2 separate regions of the Gossypium hirsutum genome follow, and region 2 is linked to region 1. The links are chromatin contacts, called in public Hi-C maps. All regions are on one chromosome and are shown on one strand. Each heading gives the region's core, a stretch centred on a gene start, on an enhancer-like site or on the middle of the called end of the contact. The rest is flanking DNA. Distances are from core to core; before and after follow the strand shown.

Evidence for each region. Hi-C and Micro-C count contacts between places; a contact is called where the count stands out from the background.
Region 2: a contact with region 1 is called in a Hi-C map of leaf, with 5 times the contacts expected there. The contact joins the promoter of LOC121218634 here to the promoter of LOC107962415 in region 1. A contact is called at or near these places in 3 of 34 Hi-C or Micro-C datasets (leaf and petal).

The regions. Positions count from the first base shown.
Region 1 is chrD06:63,784,338-63,791,857 of Gossypium_hirsutum_v2.1, forward strand. It overlaps LOC107962415 (probable receptor-like protein kinase At1g80640), which reads right to left and starts at 5,657. Exons shown (of 10, transcript XM_016898801.2): 1 at 5,214-5,657; 2 at 4,901-5,071; 3 at 4,545-4,795; 4 at 4,003-4,135; 5 at 3,841-3,904; 6 at 3,662-3,758; 7 at 3,474-3,573; 8 at 3,228-3,346; 9 at 3,056-3,145; 10 at 2,665-2,976. The coding sequence starts at 5,349. The coding sequence ends at 2,851.
Region 2 is chrD06:63,937,629-63,944,878 of Gossypium_hirsutum_v2.1, forward strand. LOC121218634 reads right to left here and starts at 5,504. Exons shown (of 5, transcript XM_041096173.1): 1 at 4,426-5,504; 2 at 3,187-3,269; 3 at 2,742-2,853; 4 at 1,931-1,983; 5 at 1,383-1,701. The coding sequence starts at 5,347. The coding sequence ends at 1,555.

The DNA of each region.
Region 1 (7,520 bases), core at 4,407-6,906:
TAATCTTTTACTATATTCTAGATATACTTGTTATCGTCCCAACACTCGTAAAGTTTTTAAACTATGTAGTAAATATTTTTCCACAATATATAGATATAAAGTTTTGTAGGCCATAGAGATATATTTGTGATTTTCTTCATTGATCTTCCCCATTCCTTCACGTGCACAAGCATGTTACCTGAGCCCCAATTTTCTTGCACATTAGCTTTCACATGGGTTTTAGCTTAAATCATATGTATATGATGAAGACCCAACATTACTCTCTGGGCCTAGATTTTGACTCAACAAATTGCATGGCCTTAAGCATGGAATATACTTCCAAATTATCTAAAAAAAGCTACCAAGGTAAAAAGGGGCAAATCAATTTACATCAATGGTTGACATTACATACAATTAACCTAGTAAACAGTACAAGTTATTTAAGTGTTTTACTGAATGACCTTGCTTTAAGTAGATGTGCCTTCTAAAAACTCCAAAATTAGATCAATTTTGGTAAATAAAATTAAGCTCAAATTACCCCTATGAATAACTTGAGTAGCTAGTGCACGTCTTAGCCATGGGTTGGGGTTGATATAAATATTGAGCATTTAAATATTGGGTATTTGATTATTTGAGCTTAGTTATGGATATGAATATAAATATGAGTTTAGTATTTATTAATTAAAAGGTATAACAATTTATTTAATTTAAAAACTCAACCAAAAATCGACGGATAAAATCTTCAAAATAAATATTATAATAGAATGGACTGAAAAATTATCCAAATAAACTATTTGGATAGTTGCACCTCTAGCACCTTCAAGGTGGTCTTCTTTTAATAGTTTCTTGAGTCTTATCATGCTTCAAGATTGCCAAGCCAGTGTTTTCATCATTGTGCACACCCTAGAAAAGCTGGATAGTGGATAACACCTTAGTTCTAACATTTGTCTCTTGATTCACCTTAGATTTAAAGATATTGATAAATTTGATTGTTTTATCAACCTTAAGACCAAGTTTACTGCCATCCGTCTCAGATATCATTAGTTCAAATGCTTTTGTGTCAATTAGAGCACTTATTTGTTTGCTTGTAATATTGATGTTCGCAAACATCAATCCTTTATGTTTTTTACCCTTCCGTGCCTTAGCAGAATTGTGAATCATAAAACCATTCTATAGAGCCTAACACTCATGTTCCTCTTCCTCCTTATTGATCATAGTCATCCTCGCTCGTCCTAGGTAGTCTTTGTCGACCATCACATAGGAGGCATTTCACTAACTCCTTTTCTTTTCTATTTTCTCGTGGTATATAAGACTTTCACTTATTTTATGGTGCCTTCCAATTCCTTTTTTGGACTGTTCCTATTTGTCTCCCCCTACATTGTTGAGCTCCATTGAGGACTCAATGGATGTTGTGACTTTGGTAAGATCATGGATACCTATTCATTATAGCTCTTATAAGATTCTTATTTTGTTATGTCAAAATAGTAAGGTAGCTTGAAGGCTTTTTTAGTGCATTAGCCTTTAAATTATTTTTTTAGAGACGATATTAGAGATAAAAATGAGGGTTTAAACTTTGTGCCAAATGGATATCTGATAAAAAATTTAAACATCCTTCCATACAAGTAAAGAAATTAAATTATTATTTTTAGATAGAGAGATTTACTGCTGACTTTATATACACTACATTGGTAAGTCGAATTTGACAATCACCAGCTTGGCCGCAATTGGTTACTGCGCAAACTTCACAATCACGCAAAGGCCTTTCAATCGTGAAGCTTTCATGGCCTACAATATGGACTCTATGATCATTATTGAACTTCAAAACCAAGACCATGGTCCCATGAACAGCCTTTTCTTTTTGTCTTTATCACGTAATAATGGCTCAATGACTCTACAATCTTCATCTGAAATTTGATTTGAATCTTTTTGCCAAATTTATGGTACCTTATATCTCATAGCACATGAGTATATGAATACTTGAAAGGAAAATTACAAGTCCGAAGATAAATATAGTCCTAGACATACCTATGGTAGAAGTTTTAGTTTTGCACTTTCTTTGTTTTTAGTTTTTTTTCTTTTTGGGTAACCTAGCCTAAGGTTATTAAATTATTAGCAAGTTAATTTACATTTTAGTCATTCAACTTCAAAAAATTATAAAATAATTGTTGAACTATTCGAAAGTTTTTTTATTTAAGTCACTTGCTGTTAAGTTTCTTTTAAAAGTTCGGTTAACGAGCTCAAAATGACGAATTGACCATCGATACTACAGATCAGTACCTATTGACGAGTAGAAAAACATACCTTAGATTCAAATCGATATGACGATCAATATCGAAGATCGAATAAGAAAGTCAGTTTTATTTTGATTCACAGATTAAGATTTAAGGTTTAGGGTCATGACGTTCAAAACTATTTCATAAAAAAAAAACCTGAACTATAGAAGAGAAGAAGAGCTATTGATTAGTGCAGGCCATGCGAATGGAGAAAACCATACAATCCAGTGACTTAATTGAAAACTTTCGAATAATTCAATAAACATTTTGTAACTTTTTAATATTGAGTGACCAAAAGATAAACTTACTAATACCTTTTGAGTATAGGGGAATAGGGCTGTCAAGGTTAGAACCCGAGATTAGGTGTCAACAAATACACCACGACACTAATAGTTAATCACAATGCTGCAGAGAATGGAACATAACTTTCTTGTTGAAGTTATGAAAGGAGTTTTTCTGTTCCAACTATCCGTATTAGAAAGATGTATCAAAGAGACATGTAATCATCGATTTTACATCACTTTACATTGTAATCTTGTACCAAAGAAAGCAGTTCGTATAATCATCACGAAAGAGAGGCTGAGGAAGGACGGACAGCTTATGTAACTCTTAACGAACCTCTGAGTTCCATAGGCACAAGAGGGATGAGAGAATGCAGGACATCAGTTATCAATGGCCGATAACTCGGTTCGGGTTGTATGCACAGCACAGCAACAGCAGCGACCTATTCAATACACAATACGAATCAACTTTTAAGACCAGATCGAGGTCATATGACAACACGAATATTCTTTTCGATATACCTGATATAGGTTCTTTAAATCCATTGTGTCTCTTATTACTGGATCCACTATATTCGGAAGTTCCGATCTGTTGCTAAGTTGGGGCATCGCCTGTCAAAATAGCAAATAATAAGTTCAAGATACGGTAAAACAATTACTCCTACAGGTAAATCTTAGGTTGAAAGAAAATTACCCAAGTGACGAGCGATTGGCACCGAGATGGTGACATTTGCTCTAGCGGTTTCTTTCGGACTAGCAGCTCTAGAAGGACAATTCCGAAAGCATATACGTCACTTTTATCAGTCAATTTGCCTGAGAAAAAACTCTTCTGTGACTATTGAAATAAAAATCGAGACCGAATTTGGTACTCCGGACCAGAAAATGGAACAGATTTCATTTGGACTTAGTTATGCGTTAACAATGTGGAACTTTGGCTTACCTTCTAAGAGGTACTCTGGAGCTACATACCCCAACGTTCCTGACAACTTTACGTTTTTGTTTTGAGATCCAGTAACCACAGCAAGGCCAAAATCCGACAGCTAAATAACGGAAACCATTCTGGTTAACTTTTATGCAAAGGTACGTAAAGACGAGGTTTGTTAGCGATAGCATCATATATAATGTTACCTTAGCATTGAAATCGGAGTCCAGAAGAATGTTAGATGACTTAATATCTCGATGAATAACTGGTGGATTACAGTGCTCGTGAAGATATTCTAATGCTCTATCAGAGATCAATGACAAAATTTAGAACCATGTTATAGCAACAAATAAGAGAGTAAAACATAATTGGCTCAGAGTTTCACCTTGCAACATCGATTGCGATTTTCATCCGTAGTTGCCAAGTTAAAGCTGATCCTCGAGTCAGTCCTGTAATGTCCAAAACGAAATCGATGAAATTAGATCAAAGACAATATATTTTAGCTTCTTCCACATTGTTAGTTTCAAATAAGAAACAGAGTTTATACCATGTAATTGACTCTCCAAAGAACCATTTTGCATCATTTCATAAACAAGTAACTTTGATTCACCATGGATACAATATCCCAATAGTGAAACTATATTCTGATGCTGGATTTTGATCAACCAATCGACCTCATTCTGCACACATTCAAAGAATATCGAATAAAGGCAGGGGAAAGACATTAGATCCGAAAGAGACTATGTTGAGGGGAAATCGGCTCCTTTGGAGAAGTCTTCGAAGTGTCATTCACTTGACAGCCAGTCCAGTCCTCCAATAAACTAAAGTATTTTCTTCTAGGAGAGGATTTTGTCTCTTGTGCCCTGCCGAGAGTCAGAGTGGCATGAGCAGCTGTCCTGAGAGCCTGGTTCACAGAGCCGGGAGCGGCTGGACTGTAGTGGGGTTTGAACCCCTGACTTATGGGATATAAGTCACTTGTTGAGGGATATGGTACCACTCTGGTTCAGTCGGCTGCCTGACTTGGAAGACTTCTCCCGACCCTCAATAGACTCTATTCATATCAAGTTCAAATTTGGAACAAAATATCACCTCGAATTCTCTTTCAACATTATGTCCTCCACCATCTAATTTCTTCACAACAGCAAGGAATTTCCCATCAAAACAAGCTTTATAAACACGTCCACGACCGCCTTCACCCAAAACATTACTTTCCCGGAAATTGTTCGTCGCAGCTTCCAATAACCGATACTCAATAACAGCAACTGAACCCTTTTTGCAAGCCATTGGTAATGAATTAAACTGATCCGCAATTGGACTCAACGAAATTGTTTTTGTAGGTTCTTCAGATTGCATATTAAAAAACCAAAACAAAGAACAAAGTTGCAATCAGCAGCCAAGACTTTGAGACCAAAACACAAAGGTGATTGAGTAAGACAAAAAGATACCCAGATTTCGTTTGGCTTCCCCATTGGAATTCTTCATGATTTTGTGTCTACAAATCCAGAAATATAACAAAAAGAGCAATACCCCACAAAGGAGAGTGGAAGCAACAATTAGAGTAACAAGGATTCTCTTGTTCAAATCTTGATGGTGCACTACTTTAATCACTGCCATTCCTGCTTTACCATTAACATAGCGTTAAGCATTATATATTGTTTTTGATGAAGCTAGCACTTATCCCTGGTTTCCCAAAAATCTCAAATGGTCTAAATCCCAATGCAAAGCATCTAATGGTAGTAAAGCATTTAGAAGAAATACCTGGAGAAACAGCTTCCATTTGTGAAGAAAAGGAAGAAACAGTGGAGACAGGTGTGGTTCTAGCAAGATTTACAAGTGATAACAAAGACAAGAAACATTGCCACATGGGAAGTAATAACGGACAGAGAAGATTCATGTCTCTCCACTAAGACAAAGAGAAGAAAGGTGTTTGCTGTTTCACTTTTGAATCTAAGAAAAAATACCCTTTCTTTGGAAAAAGAAAATGTAAGCAAATGGAGACAAAAAGTGGTAATTATTGTTGCAAGCAAACCAAGAAAAAAGAGAAAAAGGAAGAAGAAAAAAGTAGAGAAGGAGAGATCTTTCTTATTCAATTAAATACTATAATCTAATTGATTTTGTCACTTTTTGTGTGAATGTGAGTGCTAAAGAGAGAGAAAAAGGGCAGAGATGGGTGATATAGACAAAAGTGAAGTGTATCCATGTGTGGCAGTTATGAAAAAGAGAAAATTTTTATGAAGTTATGTGAGTTTGCTTTGAGATGGACAGTTGGGAATGGATGTGGATAATGGTACATCACTCCTTTTTGTTTTCGGCTAAATTTGCTATTAGTCCCTGTATTTGTGAAAGTTGTGGATTTAGACCCTATATTTTAATTTGGTTACTTTTAAAATTTCAATCATCACCAAACAACAATTATTGAATTCATTTAGTTAAGTTCTGTAGCATATTATCATATGCTTGATGGCATGCCAGCTTATTATTTCCACATATTACTCAAAAAAAATTCAATTAATGGATTAAAATTTTAAAAATTAAAAGTATAGGGACCTAAAATGATCGAACTAGAGAATATTAATTAAATCTACTGCTATACACAAAGTACAAGACTAGTAATTGAATTTAACCAAATAGATTGAATTGCTACTGTTTGGGTTAAGACTAAAATTTTAAAACTCAAAAAGTATAGAGACTAAAACTCATCAATTCAAAAATGAAAAGGACTCAAATTGATCAAATTAAAATATAGGGACTAGATTCACAAATTCTGTAAAGTATAAGGACTTGATGGCGAAATTTAACCTTTTAAAAAAAAACTTTTCAGCTACATTCCTTATTAGCTAGGTACTGTTCATCTGGTCCCTAGGGGACAATCGATACATACTGTTTTTATTATCTATCATTGTTCTTAAATAAAATTTTGATTCGGGAAAAGAAAAATTAGACTGTCAGTTTGGTTACAAAACAAATTAGTACACTATTTTGTCTCTTTCTATTTCATCTACCTGGACTTGCGTATTGATATTCAATCATTCAAAAGGTGTTTTGAAAAAATAATAATACTTAAATTTCAAAAGGAAAATTACAATTAAAAATAGATATTTTTTTTTAAAAGTTAAGTATTATTTGATGACCGGATGAAAAAAATTCAATCACTTGAAGATTAAATATTTAAACACGTTTGGTAATTTATAAATAAAAATAATTTTATAGAATTTTTTTAATAAAAGTAATAATTAGATAAGAAAATATGTTTGAGAAACCATTGAAATTTTCGATTCCATTAAAAATCAAAATTTAATAATTATTTTAATTTAAATTTTTTACTTAAGATAAGTAAAAATGTAACACCCTAGAAATCATAAGGTTAGCATTAATAAAAAAAAAAGAAACTCTAGTTTAGGTGGTAGAGAGCTTAGAAAACTCTCCAGAGAGCTAAAGTTTAAGCCTCACTCTTTCCATTTCACTTTTTTTTTTTCAGTAATTAAGGAACAAAATCAAGTTAATATAGATATTAAATATAGTAGGAAATAATTAAGAATGGATAGTATTCCAAATGGTAAGGCCTTAGCATAATTTCCCCCTTGCATCAGGTTCAAATCATGTCAATTCTTTTTCATTTGTTTTAAATTTTGGTAGAATGGTTTATTTCTCAAATCAGCCCCCATTTTCCTAGTTACATGTGGATTTTTACTTCTTTTTCAACCCTAATTAGAATTTCTTTTCGTTAAATACATCTTTTTCTTTTATTTCCTATTTTCTTTTTCATAAAAATCTCTATATTCTTTTAATGGAAATTTCATTTTTGAAACCCAAACCCGAAACCAACCTCGTTTAATCTATTTTTCGTGTCGATTTAGAGTAATGATGTCAATTTCATTTATAACGTGCCAAAATCGGTAACCATTCTTATTTCTAATTATGAAGAACCCTAGAATTCTTGAAAAACATCGTTCTTGAAAATTCCCAAAATTGATTTCGAGTCTTTTACAAGTTTTCCTTATAATCTTGATAAATTTGATAAATTTTGAAAGTTGATATTAATTCTTACATATTTGTCGATCGAAA
Region 2 (7,250 bases), core at 4,254-6,753, 150 kb after region 1:
AAGTTTGATGATATTTAAGAGAGTCAGGACAAAATCATTAAAATTAAAAACTGAGTTTGATTAAAAATACGAGTCAAGCTTAGATTCCAATATTTAATGCTAGAGCTCATTCCAACCCGACCCTTTTTTAATATTGAAATATACTATTTTATTTTATTTTATTTTATTTTATATATTATGTAATTTATATCATATAAAATTTAATTCTAAAATAATATATACCATTATAATGTAAGCATTACAAAATATGTTTATTTATTTATTCAATAATTTTAATGATAAAAAATATAAAAAAATATTAAATACCAAATTAAAAGTAACATAAATATTTTTTTTTATTTTTTTTAAAAATAATAACGAACTTGAATTAACCGTTTATAAATATAAGTAGACTTGGACAAAATTGTATCCCTATATTTTAAATTTTTTAAAAAAATTTAATTAGAAATTCCAAAACTTTCACTAAAACTCTAAATATATTTTAAAATTTTAGTTAAGCCCCAAATTAAATTCCAAGATTTAGATGTGTTTATACTTTTGTTTGGCTTGGATTTTGGATTTTATAATTCTCACATTGCTTTTCTTGTTTGGTTTTATAAATTGAAATGATCACTAAATCCTATAATAACACTAGTTTTATATCCTTCTTTTATGTATACTACACTGCTCTGCCACCGCTATGAAATTTGTGAAAGTTAAATTTTATCTACCTAACCTAATTATTTTTACTCTGCTTTATATATATATGACTATTACTCTGCTATATATATATTTGACTCTAAAGTAGTTAGATCCATTCCAACAAGTGTTGAGTATAGTAACTAATGGTAAAATACATCCAACTTTAATAAAAACTTGATGACAATATTATTACGAAGAATAGTCATAAACTTTAAAAGAATTAGCCTTTTATGGATCAAAAGTCTATTGCATGTTGCTTAACTTTATATTCAATTTGTTCAAAAATATATATATTTCTTTCTAAATGTATGTATATACAAAAGAGTTGGTCCTCCCATTCACTTGAAGATTAAGTTAGATCTGTATCTACCTCTACCTATCCTAAGTAAACAAATTTTAAGAGCAAAGAAAGATAAGAAGAGAAGGTTTGTTAAAATCTGAAAATGTAGCACTGCCTCATCTTCTTTGGTTGGTTCCGTATTTGGATGGATCAAGAGCTTTTTCCTTGTTTTTGATAACCCTTTTTCTCATTCCATGCATAGTATCAAAGCCCAAGTGCCAACTCAAAGGAAAACAGATGCATGTTATCACGTTGTTCCATGCATACTCAAAACAACCCATAGCTTCAGCTTAAGCCTTAAAACAAAACTCACCAACTTGAGATCTTCCTCTCACTCGGGGATTTTTTTTTTATATATAGATTAGATTCTAGAATTTATTAATGAAAAATAATAAAACAATTTCTCCCACATTTTTCTCTATTCAATATTTTTTTGGAACAAAAACAACACATTCAAAGTTGAACCAGCAACCTCTTTCAATTTCAAAAAAACAGGTTGCAGGGTTATGTACTACCACATTAGCTTACCAGTTCTAGTAGTTCTTCGAATCTGCAGTATCCCTGAGACCAAGCTTCAACAGAACCAAACAGTATGAATCCCAGTCGGTTCTTCGGAGATACTTCAACAACTTCTTCCTCTTCTGCACCATTGCTAGAAGACCTTTTCGAGAATGCTTATCCTAAACAAGAATGACTCAAAAGTTAAATATTATATACCTAATGTATCACCCATCGGGCATAGGTCGGTGAAGACCAGAACAATTGTCATGCCTAGGATACCAATATCACAACCATATCGTAATCCATTCTGATTTTAATCACAAAAAGTGCAAGTAAATAATATCAAATGACATGCTACTGCAATGAAAGCATCCAAGTATATAATGAAAATCTCATTTGTAATGTCACCTTTTTATGCAGAACTGATGATAGATGTTTGATCTTGGTAGTGAGTTGTGCCACTGCAGGAAAACAAGCAAAAGGCATTATGGCCCGAAAACAAAAGGATCATTAATGACTGTTAATGTAATAATAACCGACAAACTAAAAACACAAAAAATGATCATGTATCTTGCACTCTTTACCCATACAGAAACGAATTATCTAAAAACAATGCTAATCACACATGAAAATTCATAATAACACCAAGTTTTTCTTCTAGAGAAAATACTGAATGATACTTGCCAAATGTACATTAGCATTTCAAAAATTCTCCATCTTCTTAGCAACCATGGTCTACACTACCGTTCCAAAAAGATCCTTTCGGAACATTCAATTTTGCATTCCAGATGATATCTTTTTGCTTAGCATATGTATGTTAAGTTATTTTCAATTTATCTTATTATCCATCATTTAATATTACAATGGGACAATTTGAGATACAATAAACAAGAGCTTTTTTAACTTAGAAAATAGCTATGTTGCTCTGGCACTCCATTTTTCTTGAAATACCCATGTCCGACACATGGATATGGGGATATGACCTCTAAGACCCTCCAAATATATGGAAACCTTGGGAGTCTAACTATAGACATGTCGAATACATACCTGTATCTGACACTCACACCCGAGTCCAAGTAGCATAGTAAAATAGTACATACTAGCCACAAGCATGCAAGTGAAAAATGAAGGTTATATAGTCTATGGAACAGGAACAATCGGGGAATGCTTCATGCGTGGATGGATAAATATACCATTAAAAATATTTAGAATACTTTACCTTGAACACTTGCAGATCCACAATCTGATTCTGACATCTTAAACTCATCTCTAACTTTTGCAAGCTCGATTTTCATTTTTTCAGCAGAAGACATGTTATCTGGATGGAAATACTGCAAAAGCATTATAAGAGTATTAGAGCTTAAATACTGGGTTTTAATGAATGAAACAAATAAAACTATTAAATCTTAGTAACATAGTGGTAGGTCAACTGATAAAACAGTCTTGCTTAGAGGTCAATCACTACAATCATCTAAATGATAACAGAAAATAAAAGACAGAACGAACAAGAAGCAGGCAACCACCTTAAAACTTTAGAAAAGTGTATCGAATAAAAAATGTTCGCATAAAAAAGAAAGCAAGCATCAAATAGTACTTAAGTTTCATATTTCCAATTCTATCGACAAGAAATGTGCATAGGAGGAAAGAGAAGGGACTAAACTTGCCTTTTCAACTAACTGTTCCTTTGGAGGGTGCAACATAAACTCTGGAGTTCTACCAAAGAGGTCCAATATATCAACTTTCTGGGCTGAAACAAGAGATCATCGTATTATATGATATTAGACATGTCGTCTTTCAGAGCACAGAGGATGTCAGATACGATCCACTCAGTGCTAGCAATATTCAATCACTGAATCTCGGACTCCACAGTCCAGAGAAAACAAAATCTTCAGAAAACTAGAGCATATTTAGGGTTAAATCACTTTTCCCACATTAGGGCTGGAACTTTTTTTTGTCCAAGTTAGGCCCCAAACTTGGCAATTGTTTCCACATATGGGCTTCAACGTTTTTTTGTCCAAGTTAACCCTTGAAAACCCTAAAGTTCAGGCCCCAATGTGGAAATAATTGTCAAGTTCAAGGACTAATTTGGACAAAAAATAGTTCTAACCCCAATGTGAGAAAAGTTGCCAAGTTCAGGCCCCAAATAGTGGTTTAACCGCATATATAAAGTGATTTTTCCTTCAGAAAGAAACCAGTAAATTTAAGACAATAAGACACTTGAACTGAATTTCCTAAATTGTACAAAATTATCTCCTTCACTCAGATTTCACACCAGAAAATGAACTTAGAGTAGAATAAATCCCATTGATTTAACCATATCGATGATTTGATTTGCCATTATATCTTTTAGTTTTGAACCCCCAAAGAAATAAACACACATGAAAGAAACTCGAAACACTGTGCTCAAGGTTTCTCGTTGCAATGAAACTGTTGCCACAGCTTCTGGTTTAAAACCATAGAATAACTTTGGTTAGTGAAACCAGATAGGTTTTTATCCTTTAAAAAAAACAAAAACCGTCTACAGAGTTAGTGTCTGCTTCATAACTAAAAATCACCAAGAATCATCTTTGAGTTCTCTGCACTAGGAACTTTTAATTCAAGAAAGGGGCTTTACCACTTATGCTCTTTTCTACTCCCATTTCATAACAAATCCCAGACTTCCAGTCTGACATTCATTCACATTATTGACAATCGAACTTAGCAAGTTCCCTTTTTCGCCTAATTGCCACCGACTACGGAATTATAAGATTCTTTTAACCCTATTTCATAACAGAACTCAGACTTCAAGCTTATGACAATCATTCACATAATTCACAGTCAAGCTTGGTGCTTTATCACTTTGACCTAATAGTCATTGAAACAAACACAAATACCTTATGTCTACTGTTAAGTCGAAAAGTTACCTAATTTATTTTTCTGTTTTTCTTCGTCAAACCTCTTCAAAGTGTACAAGCCATCCCTTAAATCCGTGAAGTTAACCCCACTGATCCGCACATCGGTTTCCTTCTCTTCGATTGCCCTTAACTTTATCAACCTTTCATTCAACTCCTGCAATGAAAACCCACCCTCCTTATCCGGCGGCCGTAATTCCTTCAACCTCTGCCCTAACTCTTCATAACCGTACATCCTAACAAACTCTGTCCTCATTGCAGTCTCTCCTCCTTTAGCCTTACCTTTCATCTCCCTCTCGAAAATCGAGGCCGGTAGTTCAGTCGAAGTCCCACCAATCACCGGGGAGACCACTCTGTCAGCTGAAGGCTTCAACTTTAAATCATTCTTAAATGCCGATAAAGAGATTAATGGACCTGATCTTCCCTCCACGTTGTTATTCGCCTCAGAATTCTGTTTCATGTGCCGCAGACTGTTCCTTAAAGTTTCCATCGCCCGTTTCCCACTAGTACCAAAACCATCAGGACTTTCGTTGGACTCCCCTTGTTTAGCTAAGGCGTTTCGTTTGAATAATTCTTGGAACGAAATATGTGGTTGTGATTGTGATGGTGTAGGAATGGGCTCAGCAGAAGACGGCACCGCGGAACGTCGGCGGAACTCGGAGAGATTCTTACGGATTTCCAGTAAGGAAGCGCTTACTGACATAGGTTTGGAATTGGGAGTCGAAGGATTTGTGGGGTTTCTGGGTCTTTGTTGGTGTTGGTCAGTTTTGACATCGCCGAAGTAAGAAGAGACTGAAGGGGGATTATTGGCGGTGTGGTTGCCGTTCGTGGTGGCGTCATCGTTGTTTGGGTCATTTGAAGAAGTGGAGTAAAGGTGGAAGAGTGAAGGGTTGGCGAGGGATCTGCGTCTGGATCTGGCGAGAAGGAGTGCCATAGCTATGGGGGGATTGAAAGAGAACTGTTTTTAGGGTTTGGGGGGAGATGGAGATAATTGAAAGGGGTTTAGGGTTTGGACTGAGCCGCCTCTCTTTTTGGGTAATAGCCCAGCTTGACATCCAGGCTGGGTATCATGGCTGGATTTTCTCCCATTCTTTTTTACTCCTTTTGTTTATTTTTATATTGTAATTTGTTGGTTTTTTATTTTTTGTCCACTTCATAGTTTTTTTTATTGGGAATTTTTCTTCTTCTATTGATATTAAGGGTGAGTAAAATCCGATTCGATTCAAAAAACTCAATAAAAATTTAAATTTTGAACTAAATAATTTGAGTTATTTGAGTTAATCGAGTTATTCAGATCAACTTGAATAAAAAATCAAAATTTTTAGTTTAACTCGAATTGATATGAATTACACAATTCGAGTTATCCAAAAATCTAAATAATAAATGACAAAACTACGCCGTTTTGATAAATGTTTACCTTTTCTAAAATTAAAAGTCAAAACCATTAAGTTAAAAGACAAAATCATTATATTGTTTATGTAGTTAAATAATCTTATACTTTGTCTACTAGTATAAATAATAGGATTCGTTAACTCGACTTGACTTTACTCGAATTTTTTTTACTCGGCTCGATCGAATACTCACCCCTAATTGATATTATCATAACAAAATATTTCTTTGAATACTTTGATGTGGTTAAAAGTTGGGGTAAACAATTGTTAGGGAGAGATTTCAAATAATATATATACTTTCACTAACTCATGTTTTCGTTGAATTAGTGTTATTAGCACTTTGTTTCCTACTTTTGAAGATCAATATTTGCTTGTCTCTTGCTTCCATAATCGAGTTGTAAAGGTCAAGTTGATTGATCTTCTTTTCAGTTCCTCCTTTATTGAACTTCCACAAGCATATAATTAGTTTGAATGGAAATTTAAGCTTGCAAAGGTTCATCCAAACTTTTCTCGATAGGTCCTTCGAATTATTCTCATTTTGGTTAAGATTCTAAAAAATATGGTAAATAGACTTGATGGAAAATATACCATTAGTGTCAATTTTTCAAATAAGAGAGAAATTTTGGTTAGAACCCAAAAATTCAATCTAATCGATTTAGTCAAATTCGGTTTGAACAGTTCAGTATTATTAATTATTTTGATCAGTTACTAATTTTTTAATTTTTAAATGATTTTGGTAAAAAAATTTTGAATTAATTTAATATTTTTTAAATTAATTAAAATACATTTATAATATATAAAATAAATATATATTATTCAACCTCAATGCCATCCCCTTCTTGTCAAGGTGGCTAGCTAAGGTTGTGCTCTTATTGTTTGCCTTAGGGTGAGTTTGGATGGGCGGTGCGTTTACTTGCAATTAGTGTAAAAACAGCGGTGGTGGTGAGATTAGACACTGTAGCGATACTGTAGCGTGAGACAAAAAGAAAACTAAACGCACCGCACCCAATCGCCCATCCAAACCCACCCTTAGTTAGGCTTAGGCTCATCTTTAGCCCTCTATTTTTCTTATTGTTTTCTTTGTTAGGCACCACTAGGTCACTCATTTCCTTTTAACTAGTATTCAATATCACGTGCATTGTATGTGAATATAAATTGATTTAATTTAAATAACAAAATAATTTAAAATAATAAGATATTATTTGTAATATCCCGAAAATTACTACAGTAAGAAAGTAAGTATACTTGATATAGTAAAATAATGAAACAAAGTGACAAAAAGCAAAATTTTGATTTATGTCAACATTGGGAAGTATATTATGACATATTAATGCAAGAAAGGACTAATTCGCAAAAGTGAGAAAAGTTTTGTTACCCAGGAGTAAATATTTAAAATTTGAGGGTTAAAGTGTAAATATAAAAAAGTTGAAGGATTAGTTGTGCAAA